Regions from separate parts of the Mus musculus genome. Here regions 2, 3 and 4 are each linked to region 1. The links are chromatin contacts, called in public promoter capture Hi-C maps. All regions are on one chromosome and are shown on one strand. The core of a region is the stretch at or near the end of the contact, and the rest is flanking DNA. Distances in the headings are between cores, read along the strand shown. Region 1 holds the start of 9030204H09Rik (RIKEN cDNA 9030204H09 gene). Region 2 overlaps Dab2ip (disabled 2 interacting protein). Region 3 has its middle 29 kb from the start of Gm13446. Region 4 holds the start of Dab2ip (disabled 2 interacting protein).

What was found. Promoter capture Hi-C pulls out the DNA fragments that hold promoters and counts their contacts.
Region 2: a contact with region 1 is called in a promoter capture Hi-C map of pre-B cells, with 3 times the contacts expected there. The contact joins the enhancer-like site here to the promoter of 9030204H09Rik in region 1. A contact is called at or near these places in 7 of 39 promoter capture datasets (the C10 cell line, cranial neural crest, embryonic stem cells and 4 more), 1 of 484 Hi-C or Micro-C datasets (the G1E-ER4 cell line), 1 of 115 datasets of contacts at active chromatin or transcription factors (bone marrow-derived macrophages) and 2 of 9 other capture datasets (adipose tissue and pancreatic islet).
Region 3: a promoter capture Hi-C map of pre-B cells shows a contact between it and region 1, with 2.0 times the contacts expected there. The contact joins the enhancer-like site here to the promoter of 9030204H09Rik in region 1. A contact is called at or near these places in 5 of 39 promoter capture datasets (cranial neural crest, frontonasal cranial neural crest, maxillary cranial neural crest and 2 more), 1 of 484 Hi-C or Micro-C datasets (bone marrow-derived macrophages), 3 of 115 datasets of contacts at active chromatin or transcription factors (astrocytes, embryonic forebrain and embryonic stem cells) and 1 of 9 other capture datasets (macrophages).
Region 4: a contact with region 1 is called in a promoter capture Hi-C map of liver, with 2.7 times the contacts expected there. The contact joins the promoter of Dab2ip here to the promoter of 9030204H09Rik in region 1. A contact is called at or near these places in 14 of 39 promoter capture datasets (the 3T3-L1 cell line, the HPC-7 cell line, cranial neural crest and 8 more), 2 of 484 Hi-C or Micro-C datasets (bone marrow-derived macrophages and nephron progenitors), 2 of 115 datasets of contacts at active chromatin or transcription factors (astrocytes and craniofacial prominence) and 1 of 9 other capture datasets (macrophages).

Annotation. Positions count from the first base shown.
Region 1 is chr2:35,817,804-35,820,503 of GRCm38.p6, forward strand. It overlaps 9030204H09Rik (RIKEN cDNA 9030204H09 gene), which reads left to right and starts at 1,387. Exons shown (of 3, transcript NR_040618.1): 1 at 1,387-1,484. It overlaps Ttll11 (tubulin tyrosine ligase-like family, member 11), which reads right to left. Exons shown (of 10, transcript NM_029774.3): 7 at 1-18.
Region 2 is chr2:35,679,186-35,681,885 of GRCm38.p6, forward strand. All of the region lies in intron 3 of Dab2ip (disabled 2 interacting protein), which reads left to right. Among named protein-coding and RNA genes, the nearest start is that of Dab2ip, 59 kb to the left of the region's middle. Within about 2 kb of position 1,271, at least 195 of the 459 cell types and tissues checked have an H3K27ac peak or open chromatin away from gene starts, as enhancers often do. A contact at or near this core is called in the G1E-ER4 cell line, adipose tissue, bone marrow-derived macrophages and 3 more, where this site is marked.
Region 3 is chr2:35,586,522-35,589,221 of GRCm38.p6, forward strand. It overlaps a transcript of Dab2ip not described here. Among named protein-coding and RNA genes, the nearest start is that of Gm13446, 29 kb to the left of the region's middle. Within about 2 kb of position 1,385, at least 30 of the 459 cell types and tissues checked have an H3K27ac peak or open chromatin away from gene starts, as enhancers often do. A contact at or near this core is called in pre-B cells, where this site is marked.
Region 4 is chr2:35,620,633-35,623,332 of GRCm38.p6, forward strand. Dab2ip (disabled 2 interacting protein) reads left to right here and starts at 1,349. Exons shown (of 16, transcript NM_001114124.2): 1 at 1,349-1,651. The coding sequence starts at 1,528.

The sequences.
Region 1 (2,700 bases), core at 137-2,636:
ATATAGATATCTGGAAAGCTGAAAGCAGAAAGCACAAGGAACTCTTTTTTTGCAGGCTGCTTTGCATGAGGCAGTTAAAGTAAGTTCTACAGAGATCCTGTGGAGTGGCTCAGAGGACATCCATGGGGCCCAGCCTGCATAGGGGCCCAGAGGGACTGGGGTGGGACCTTCCTGCCAAATGTTTGAACAGAACCAAAGGTACTCGGTGTCTTTATTACACAGTCAGAGAAATTGGTGAGGTGGCTTATGTGACAAGTGCTGTCACATAAGGGGATACAAAATAAGCATCACAGTGTCCCTTCCTAATGGGAGCTCACAGTGGAGCAGAAAGGGTCTCAGAAGAGCTGTAAGCTCTCACCATAAGCTAAGGTGCAGTCAGAGAGGAAGCGGGGGAGAGGGGTTAAGCTCACACACTAAGACCAGAGATAAACAAACCCCTCTCAAGATCAGATCTCTACAAACTGTCCCATATGAGGATACAGGTGAGAGAAAAGTCACAGTCAGGATGGGGAGGGGCCAACTGTTTAAAGGTTTTGCTTCTAACTAAAGTTCTATGTTCATGGAAATACAATCATAAAGACAAAGGTGGAAGCCAAGCTGTCTCTTCTCTTTATCTCCCATTTCTTAAGTTTAGTAGCAGTGAGCTGGTGTGCTTGCTCCCTCGACAGCTCTTAGGCTCTTCCAGACAGTAAAGGCTGTCAGAAGAAAATGCTGGAATGTGTTTTATTTCCCTGTAGATAGTGTTCCTCTAAAACCTCACTGTGTTTGTATATGCATGTGTATATGTGTTTGTGTAGAAGCCTATGGGCACATGTACTTGTGCTTGCATGTGTGTGTGTGTATGCCTGTGTATGTGTGTGAACATATTTGGCTATGTGCATATTTGTATGGGTGTGTGTGGATGTGGATGTATGTTTGTGTGTCTGTGTGTATTTTTGTGTGAATATGCTGTTCCATTGTCTAAAACTTCAGTTACCTCTAAGTAGATAAAAGAAGGGTTGTTGAATTCTGTCCCTGAGACCCATGGGAGAAACAGGCTGCTGGGAAAGCAGAGAATGCTGGGAATACAAAGGGCACAGGGATCCAGGCTAGGCCAGTGCTGAAGATATAAAGGTATTTCCTGTGCCACTGGTAGGACACATGTGCTTCTTCCTTCTGACCCCTCTGAGGACAGTTCCACAGCCCACCCTGTCCTCCCTCGCTGTGCTTTCCTGAAGCCTCAATCACCTCCCCTGCCCTGCCCTGCCCTGCTCTGCCCTCCCCTGCCCTGCCTTGCCCTGCCCTCCCCTCCCCTCCCCTGCCCTGCCTTGCCCTGCCCTGCCCTCCCCTCCACTGCCCTGCCCTGCCCTGCCCTCCCCCACTGTCTTCCTTTTCCTCTCCACTTGCCAGTCCCTCTGCCTAACTGTGCTGAACAGCAGTGACTTCACACATGTCCCAGTGTGGAAGGACAAATGCCTGCAGAGGAAGACCGGCAGGTACTTTAAGTGAGTGGTCTGGGGCTGATAGGGCAACTGCAGAGAATCCCCTTTGTCCTGAAGCAGGAAGAAGCATCCAAATCCACTGGTAGAGGAGCCTTCTTCACACTGTACTGGGATGGGAGGGTCTCAAGGCGGTGGCTGCCCCAAACTAAAGGGACCACATGTGAAAAGGCTCAGAGGCTGTAGCTGTGGGTCACAGCCAGCCTCACCAGACTCTAGGGCTCCTCCTTCCTGCTCCTTAGAAAAGGAGTTTTATGAAGCAAATGTCAACTCAGTGCCCACTCAGCAGCTTTCTTCTTGACGTATTAATTGAATGTGACCTGGCAATCTAGGAGAGGGTGGACGGATTAATGGAGCCTCAATAGTGAGGATGTGGTATAGACACAGAAGAGGCTCCCTTGAGAGTCCAGGATGCCCAACCACTGCTCACAGGATGTGTGCTTAGGGTAGTTTACCTAGAAATGATTACAATAATAATAATAATAAATCCCGAGTTGCTACTTCGCTTTTAGGCTCATGTCAGCTCTGTGAGGCAAGACCAGAGGGTTGAGCATCTCTCTGTGCTACACTTGAAGCCAGAGCCCAGCCTACCCTACTCTACTTTGCTCCTCTCTGCAGACCCAAACTGGCTCACTTCTTTCCTCCCTCAAGTGCTCAGCCTCATTGGCAGGACTCAGGACTCCCACCACTTCCGCAATAAGCCCCAAATAACCTTTGCAGCTTCCGCTCCTCACCAGCCTCCCTTCCCCTCCTTCCTCCTTCCCATTCTCTGTTACCACCATCCTCATCATCCTGAGCAAAAAAATGCTTGGAGACTCGGAGCGTCAGGGAGGGTGGCAGAGAATGGGGTAGGGGTGGGGGTCAGGAGGCTGTGCTCTGTGACCCTGCAAGGACAGCGTCCGTGGGGTCTGACACATAGGTGTCCAGGTGGATGCAGCAAAGGTAGCTGAGGAGGGCTGGGCGTCAGCCGCTCTTTGGGGGGGGGGGTCTTAGTTTGCCTTTTGCTGTTGTGTTAAAACATTGATGAGATTCAACTTGTGGGAGGAGAGGGATTATCTTACGCACCGCCTAGAGAAGCCAAGGCAGGAATTGAAAAAGATATCATGGCAGAATGCAGTATACTTGCTTGTTTTCCCTGGCGTGCTCAGCCTGCTTTCTCATACAACCTAGGGCCCCTGCCTAGGGGTGGCCCTGCCCACAGTGGCCTGGACCCTCCCCCATC
Region 2 (2,700 bases), core at 21-2,520, 140 kb before region 1:
AGGGTGTAGAGGGCTTGCTGTACTTATCTAAGGTCCTGAGGCTAGTACAAAAGAACTGCCAGCCTCACAGCTCTTAAGTCCTCTGGTGGACACAGCCTATTGAGGACTGGCTGGCATCTCCTCTCGGCTGGGTTGGGTAGGCTGTTCTCTTAACCATGGGTAAGAACTACTGAGTGTCCAAGAGAGCACGACACATAGAGTCCTGCAGCATCTCTAGGTCCCTGGCACTGATGACACAGATGTGCAAGTGAAGCCTTCATGTGGGCCTGGCCACTGCTGAACTAGGCCAGAGGTAGAGGTTGTTAGACCCAAATCCTTGCCCATGACCATTGTCTCTGTAGCTCCTGAAGGGCAGACCTCTCATAGACAGCCCAAGTGCCAAATACACACATTCATTGAGCACCTATTGCATACCCATTGAGCACCTACTGCACGCCGTGTACCGTGCCAGGTGCTGGGATAATAACTCTGGCAGGGCACTTCATGCTTCCCACGGCTCCTCTGGATCTCATTAGGAGGTTGAATCTCTCCAATTGGATATTTATTTTCTTGTTTTCCAAGTAAGGAGACTGAAATAGAGAGGAGAGTGGCTTTGAGGTGACACCCGCAGCCACCAGCAAGGAACCAAGCCCATCCTGAGCCTTGACCTCTCCCTGGGTTGAGGGTATACTCTGGGGACTCGCAGCTGTTTCTTCCCAAAACTACATGCTGAGATGGAGTTTCAGGAAGCCAGGCCCACAGAGAATCCGTATCCAGGAGAGCAGGACTCCTGGGGCCACAGGAAGCACCTGCCTGGTCCTTGTCTCCACCCAGCAGGAATTGGTTGTTGGGGACAATTGTCTGTGTTTGGGGCAAGTCTGAGGTAGAAGAACAAAGAGAACCGCCTCTGCCAATGCAGCTCTGACCTTGAAAACCCCGTGGAGCTTCATTTAGTGGAAAGAAAGAGGGAAGAATTGGTTACCAGCTTCAAAGCAGGGCAGGCGTCCTGCAAGCAGCATCGGTGGAAACCTTGCCTTTGTGAGTTCTTGCTGTTGAATTCTCTTTTTCAGCTTGACAGAAGTCCTGGGGATCTTTGTTTGGCTTGGCCAGAGTTGCAGAGATGCCAGGATCACTGCTAACCTTGCCTGGACACTCCAAAGGCCTAGCCTTTAAACAAAGGTCATACAGTGAATGATCTCAGAGACCTACACACAGGCTGAACGTTACCAACTCATATGTCCTGCTGTCAGAGTACCCACCTGTGGGAGGGGCCTAGGATCGAAGTGAATCAGTTTGTACTGGCTGGGGGCAGGGCTTTGCAAGGAAGCAGTGTTGCAATCAGGATATCCTGGGCGGGTAAAGCTGGGGCTGACCTTATTTATCTGCCGTTTTAGTCTTTATCCACACACATTGGCAGGTCTTTGCTGTGTGTCAGAACCCACTGTGACCCTAGGAGAGGGTTGGTATGTTGTGGGCCCTGCTTTGCCCATGTGACATAGGAACCCTAGCTGAGGCGCTTCACAGCTGTGGTGACAATTTCAACAGTTTGTAGGGTTGTGTCCTTCTGGGGTCAGAGATGGCTGCTGGGCTTTGGTGGCAGAACTTTGGGCATGGAAGAGAAAGTTCTAAACTTGGTTTTTGTGACATTTGAAAATTTCGCATCTTTAAATGTTGGCAATTGATTCAAAATTTAAAAATGTCATATACTGTGTGGTTAAACAAAACATGAATGTTGACCAAATACAGCCTGCCCTCCAGTAAGAATCCTTTATGGTATGGTTGGCTGGAGTCCAGGAGGCTAGACGGCACCAGGCCAGGCCTTCTCGTAGAGGGGCAGGGCAGAAACAACGGAACCCGCTACCGTTTATTTAGTAGACTGTGCTTGCCCGGCTGTGAGCTGGCTTGGTCCCAGTGGTGTGCAGTGCCACCCTGAGAGCTTCTAGCCATGTTCACTGCCCCCTGGGTACTTCCCCAGCCTTACTACATAAATGCCCCTTTGGCCAGACAAGGGCCCAGAGAAGAAAAGTGGCTTAAGAGACTCCCTGGTGATACCTGTATCTTGCTCTTAGGCAGTGGTGCAGCTACACAGCTGTGGGATGATACTGTCCACACATGTGACCTTGCTGCTGTTAGCACCTGCCAACAGGGCAGGGCAGGCCCTTCCTGTGCTGCTAAGGAGAGCCTTCTCAGGGACCTTGTGCCCCGTGCTCTCCACCTTCCATTGTAGGTTCCTGCTTCTCAGAGCCTAGATCACCTCTGGCCTGGCTAAGGCCTGTCCGGGCCTGTAGGCATAACTTTCCCTTTTGTCTTTCTCCATTGGTTGTCACACTTTCTGTAATCTGTGTTTGATTTACAGAAGATCACCTGGTGCCTGGTCCTTCAGACTGTCCTCCAGGCTTAAGAAACTAATTATTCCTATAGTGTATGCGAAGCCTTAGGGCTAGAGTCAGAGGCAGCTGACCCTCAAGGCATCAGACTACAGACTATAAGTCATCAACAAATTCCCTTACTATATAGAGACTACCCATAAGTTCTGTGACTGCAGAGAACCCTGACTAATACATTGGTGGAACCCCTACAGCCAGGTTTTCATCCTCAGTGTGCGGAAGCAGGAGGAGAATGGAGAGCACCCCACCACTGCCCCTGTATGGCCTTGAAGGGTCTACTACTCCCAAATGCCTGTATCTGAGGTGGGGCTCCTGAGTGTTTCCCAGCCCTGCC
Region 3 (2,700 bases), core at 135-2,634, 230 kb before region 1:
AATACTGGGATTCCAGGCATGTTCTGTCATACCTTCTGTATGCTGTGCTGAGGCTCGAACCCAGGGTTGCATGCATACGAAGCTTCCCAGCTATGCCCTAGCCCTGGCTTTTGTAGCTCCTATTAGCTTGCAGACTTGCCTGTCTCCCAAGGTGGGCACTGGACTTCTGGAGCTGACAGACCTGTGTACTTCTCATTTGAGTATCTACAGGACCAGTGAGCCCAGCGCGGACCTTTTGATGCCTGGTGACTCTCATCCAGCTTAGCCAATGCTCTGCCAACGTTTCTGGCCCAGAGCATTTTTCTTGCATCCTGTATTTTAGCACAGCCCAGCAGGAGCCTCTGTGTCTGCACGTGGGCTGGGCTGACCATTGCTGAAGGACAGACAGATGCTTCGGATTCACTGACAGATGTCTGTCCCTTTATGATTATTCTGGGTCTGTTATACTGCCCCCCCCCCCGTGTGTGTGACCTTTCACGTGGTAGGCACATATCTGCCTCTAGACCACTGTCCCCTCCCCCACCCCAGTCCTTAAATGCTTTTCAAAAAAGTCACTTCTGGCTTTATGGGACCTAAGATGGACAGGTCTTGGAAAAGGTCTAGAAGAGCCTTCCTGCAGGCTGAACTTCATGTCCCAAATGAGAGTCCTAACCACCTTTAGACTCAAGAGAGCATTTAAGGATTATGAAGGTTCCTCTGGGGTTTGGGAGATTATTCTGGAATCACAGATGTTGTCCTAGGGGCACCAAGCAGGTCACATGACTTTCTAGGGCTATATAGCCTCCCTGGAAAGGGTTTGTCTTGTTGAAAGAAGGCTGTGGAGCCCTAGAGGCCAAAGCAGAAACAAAGCCGCAGACAGATTTATGCTGAACACAGCATTTGTTTAAACCTCCTGGCTTGTGAAGTCCATTTATCTCATGGGACTGGCTTTACCCAGGCCTCTGTCGGTCTCCTGGTGACTTTCTCTGCTAAGGAAGCTGAGGCTCTGAGAAAGGGGACACATGGTTGGCTCACTCAGGCTGATAAAGGAACCCCTAGATGCCCCATCCCACCATCTCCCCCACTCTCTTGCTTCCCTCCTGATTCTCAATGCTCCTCACAGGAGAGGCTGTTTGCAATACTCTGGGAACACAACCAGAGTCTGTCCTTTGAGATACCCCTGGTGGACCATTCTCTTGGCCATTTTCGTGATGACGGTGAATGCGAGCAGAGGCACTTGCTGAGGTGAGACTGAGGGGTGGACAGCGAGTGACTGAACTTAGAGCAGGGATTGTCGCTGTGAGGTAGAACGCTTGCCTGCATGCATGAAGCCTTGGGAGCCATCCTCTGCAGGAGATACAAAAGAAAGACGCTGACACCCACGCAGGTGGGCCTGGTGACAAGCAGAGTGTGGCCTGAGGGAGGAAACTCTCATCTCCTTGTGGTCATGGTGGTTGGTTGCCATGAGAAGCTGTCTTGTGGATACTGGGGGGATAGGGGCAATGTTCCCCCTATTCCCTTGTGCAACTAGGAACCCTTGAAGCCGCAAAGCTCTCCATATTTGCTAATGAATGTTCCTTTCAGATGCCTTCCCAGTTTATCTGCCTTTGCTCCCACAGAGCCAGTTCCCTGTGGTAGAGGTGCCTCAGCTTTGACCCCTGGAGGTGAGCTCTAGCGGGGCTCACTTATTTGAGAAGGGCCAGGGCCAGGAGAGGGCACTGGGTGAGGGGCTAAGGAGAGGAACGAGTGTGGCCTTTCTCAGCATTTGCTGTGATCACATCTGGCTATCCTGGAAAATACATGACAACCGTGTCCACAAGCAAACCGTTATTTCTGGGAGCTGTGGAGACCCGGCCAGACATAGTGGAAGCTGGCAGTGGTTGGAGCGGAGACCTCAGGGCCTTTCCCGGCAGAGGGACCGCCATCAGCCATCAACACTGGCTGGCGCTACTTCCAGGAGGAGAACATTCTTAAAAGGCCCTGTCACCCCCTGATAGGAATTGGCGGGGTGTGTGAGGGATTTGTTTTTCGGTCAGGATGTGGGGAGTTAAAAATAGTCCTTGTAATCCCTTGGGTTCGAGTCACACTTGAAGCCCTGCAGAGCCCTCTGGCTCCATTATCTCCCTTGAGTGGCTCTGCGGCTGCTGCTGAAGTGGGTGGGGGCTGGGCTGCCTGCTCTCCTGAGTACACAGAGGGAAGGTGCACCCAGTGTCTGGCTGCACCCAGACACTGCATCCAGAATCCACGCAGGTCCCCAGCCTCATTTATCTGCGTTCTAAGGAACCCAGGGCAAGTCACAGACTGAGGAGGGGATGGGGGTCAGGCAGACTTTTCAGCCAAGTGCTAAAGGTGGCAGGAGGGCCAGTGATGAGTCTAGGCTCCAGGGGAAAAGGCTGCAGGCCAGAGAACAGCAGAAAGCTGTGTCCTGCTAGGTCAGGGAACCGGGAGGTGGTGACGCGTCTGAGGCAGAGAAGTGTCATGAGGACCCCAAATTGGGGACCTTCAGTGATGTAATAAGGATTGGGGGTTAGGGGTTGCAAGTTCACACCTGCGACCTCAAAACTCAGGAGGCTGAGGAAAGGCACCATATGAGTCCCAGGCCAGCCTGAGTGAGAGGAGACCCTGTTTTTAAAACAAAGCAAACCCAGAGGGATTGTGAATATGATTTCATGGACGACGGGGAGCCTTTGAGGGTCACAGAGCATGGCGGTGCCCTGATCT
Region 4 (2,700 bases), core at 99-2,598, 200 kb before region 1:
AGGCCCTCCCTCCTAGACTGAGGAGCCAGGAAGGGGGCTTCCCCTGTGAGGAGAAAAACCTGGCCTGGATTGTTACCTAGGCTACCCTACCCCACTCGAGATTGCCGTAAGTTCCTCCAGTGTCTAGCCTGTCCCATTTCCCATAAGAGTTCATGCAACAACCGTTGGCCAAGACCATATGCCCTTGTACTTTTTGTGTGATCGAGGCAAGTCTCTCTCTCTCTCTCTCTCTCTCTCTCTCTCTCTCTCTCTCACACACACACACACACACACACTTGAGCACACATCTTTTAGGGCCTCAGTTTCCCCATCTGACTTGAACTGGTAGGTGGTGTGGTCTGAATGTTGCTTTGGGGAGAGGGGAGAGAAATGGAGGTTACCTAGGACCAGGAGGGTAGACCTAAGAGGAGGGGAAAAGGAGGCAGGCAGATTGCTGGCCATTTTAAGAGAAGGACAGAGATGAGAGCCAGCAGCAAGTAGGGTTGAGGGGGGGATGGGTGGTTGGCGTGAGGCTGCCAGTGATTTGATTTTTGCAAGATTTCTGTTGCTTCAAATACCAAAGAGAGATGGTTGGGTTTGTAGCTATTATGATCGGGGGAGCCATGGAAGTTTCTGGAACTGCAGAATGACTTGGAGAAAGTCTTTCAGCTTGTGGTAGTAGAGGCAGGTGGTCATTCCTTTCCCAAGCCTCAGTTTCTACTCCCACTGTAGGGTAGAGATCTTACTACCTTCAGAAACTCACTAATGCTACTAAAAATGTCAGAGGGGAGGGAAAATTCAGGCACCTCTGGTGGTTTATGTGGGGGATGGGGCAAAGTGGCTTAGCAAAGCCCTCTGGTTGCACAGGTGTGCCTTGTATTCTATGTGCGCTTGAAATGCACACAATAATTTTAATGGTATGAAAGTCATATTTTTATCAGATGGAGACTGCCTTCTGTAAAGAGTAGCTAAGTATCTTAGGCAACAGAGACAGGCAGAACTCCGACCTGACTGAGGGGTAGGTGCAAAGCTTTGTGGGGCGCTCTGGTCTGGCCATGTTTCAGTCCAGTCACCCCCTTCCTCAGACTCTAATTTCAGGTGCCTAGCCTTGGTGTGTATGCATATATACATGCACCACTGCACCTGTGGCGGGATAGGGTGCTCCAGGCACCCCAAGTTGGATATGGAGTTTAGACATGGCTGTTGGGTATATGCTGTTATTGGGGTTCTTCGGACGGGACAGGGGCACTCTCGGGCCGCGTCGCCCGGACGACTCCAGGCCAGGATTTTGCCCGCACTGACTTTCCGGGCGGGTGCCAGCCCAGCCTCCCGGTCCCGGGCCCCCGCCGAGGGGCCGGCTGCTCAGGGCGGGGCGGGGGAGGCGGCGGAGGAGGAGGAGTTGGAGCTACTTTGTAGGGCAGCCTTGGTCTTGCCTGCTGCTGCACCAGAGCGCGGGAGAGAGTGCGGGGCGCCCGCCGGGCGGTCCGGAGCGGCCGATGGGGCCCGTGTGAGCGCCCAGGCCTGGCCCGGTGCCCGGCGGGCGGCAGCATGTCCGCCGGCGGCAACGCCAGGAAGAGCACCGGGAGGCCATCCTACTACTACCGGCTGCTGCGGCGGCCCCGGCTGCAGCGACAGAGGAGCCGCTCCCGCAGCCGGACCCGGCCAGCCAGGGGTAGGCGCCACCCTGACCCCAGACCCTTAGTCCCTCGCAACCCCGCACCACCAACGGATGCTTTTGAGGCTCCTGTGTCAATGGGTGATGGCTCCTTATCTGGAGCTACCGTGACTGTCCCATCCCCATTGCCCCAGCTTCTGTAGGGTCCTTCCTCTTGGGGGAAAGCGGGGTCCCTAATGTTTCCCATTATATCAGGACCAAAGAGAAAGGGGTCGGTCTGATATGCAGTTCCTCCGTACTTCTGAGTTCCGAATCCCATTCCACTGTGCATCAGTTTACTCAGCGCGCAGGCCGTAGTAAAGTAGTCGAAGTGGATCCTGACTTGCCTCCACTGTCTGCTACTCAAGCTTAGCGTGCTTCCAGTCCTGTCTTGCTTCCTCATCTTTTGGATGGAGAGCTGAGTGGGCTTCCTGTGGGGAGAGCCAGGTTTGTAGGGGCCTGGAGCCACTCTGAGTGGTCCTTGGAAGGGTACTTCTTTCAAAATGGGGAGGGAGAAATGCAAGCCTTTCTTCGAGCCAGTAATAAGATCTTCAGCTAGAGAGGCCCTAACGTTTCATGCTGACTTGTGCTGGGCTGGTAAGTAAGTAGGGTCAGGGGCTCCACACAGAGACTCTGCCAGGCCTGGGTTGTGTAAGGCCATAATGCTTCGGTGGCTTAGGCCCACTGAAGGTGTCTGTGATGCAGAAGCTGCCTTAGTTTACATCCTAAGGTTATCTGGGGCATGGGAAGCCTGGCCCCGGCCCAGCCTCACCACAGGCAGAATGTGCCAAGCCTGCCTGGAGAGGTGTGAGAGTGGCCCCTTGTTTATTTTTTAGGTTTGGGTCAGTGAAGCAGGCAGGCTTTAGTTTACTTCCCCCCAGAATGGAGAAGACGTTCCGGCCCCAGCGGTAGAGCCAAGTAACAATGTACAGGGTTTATTTAGGAAGTACTGAGTTCCCTGTGCACAGAGTTCAAGTTTAAGCTGTCTGACTCTGCCCACAGGTTTGTAAACTTAGTTTGAGGATTCCCCAAAGCATGTGATATCCCGGCCTTTGCTGAAGTGGCCT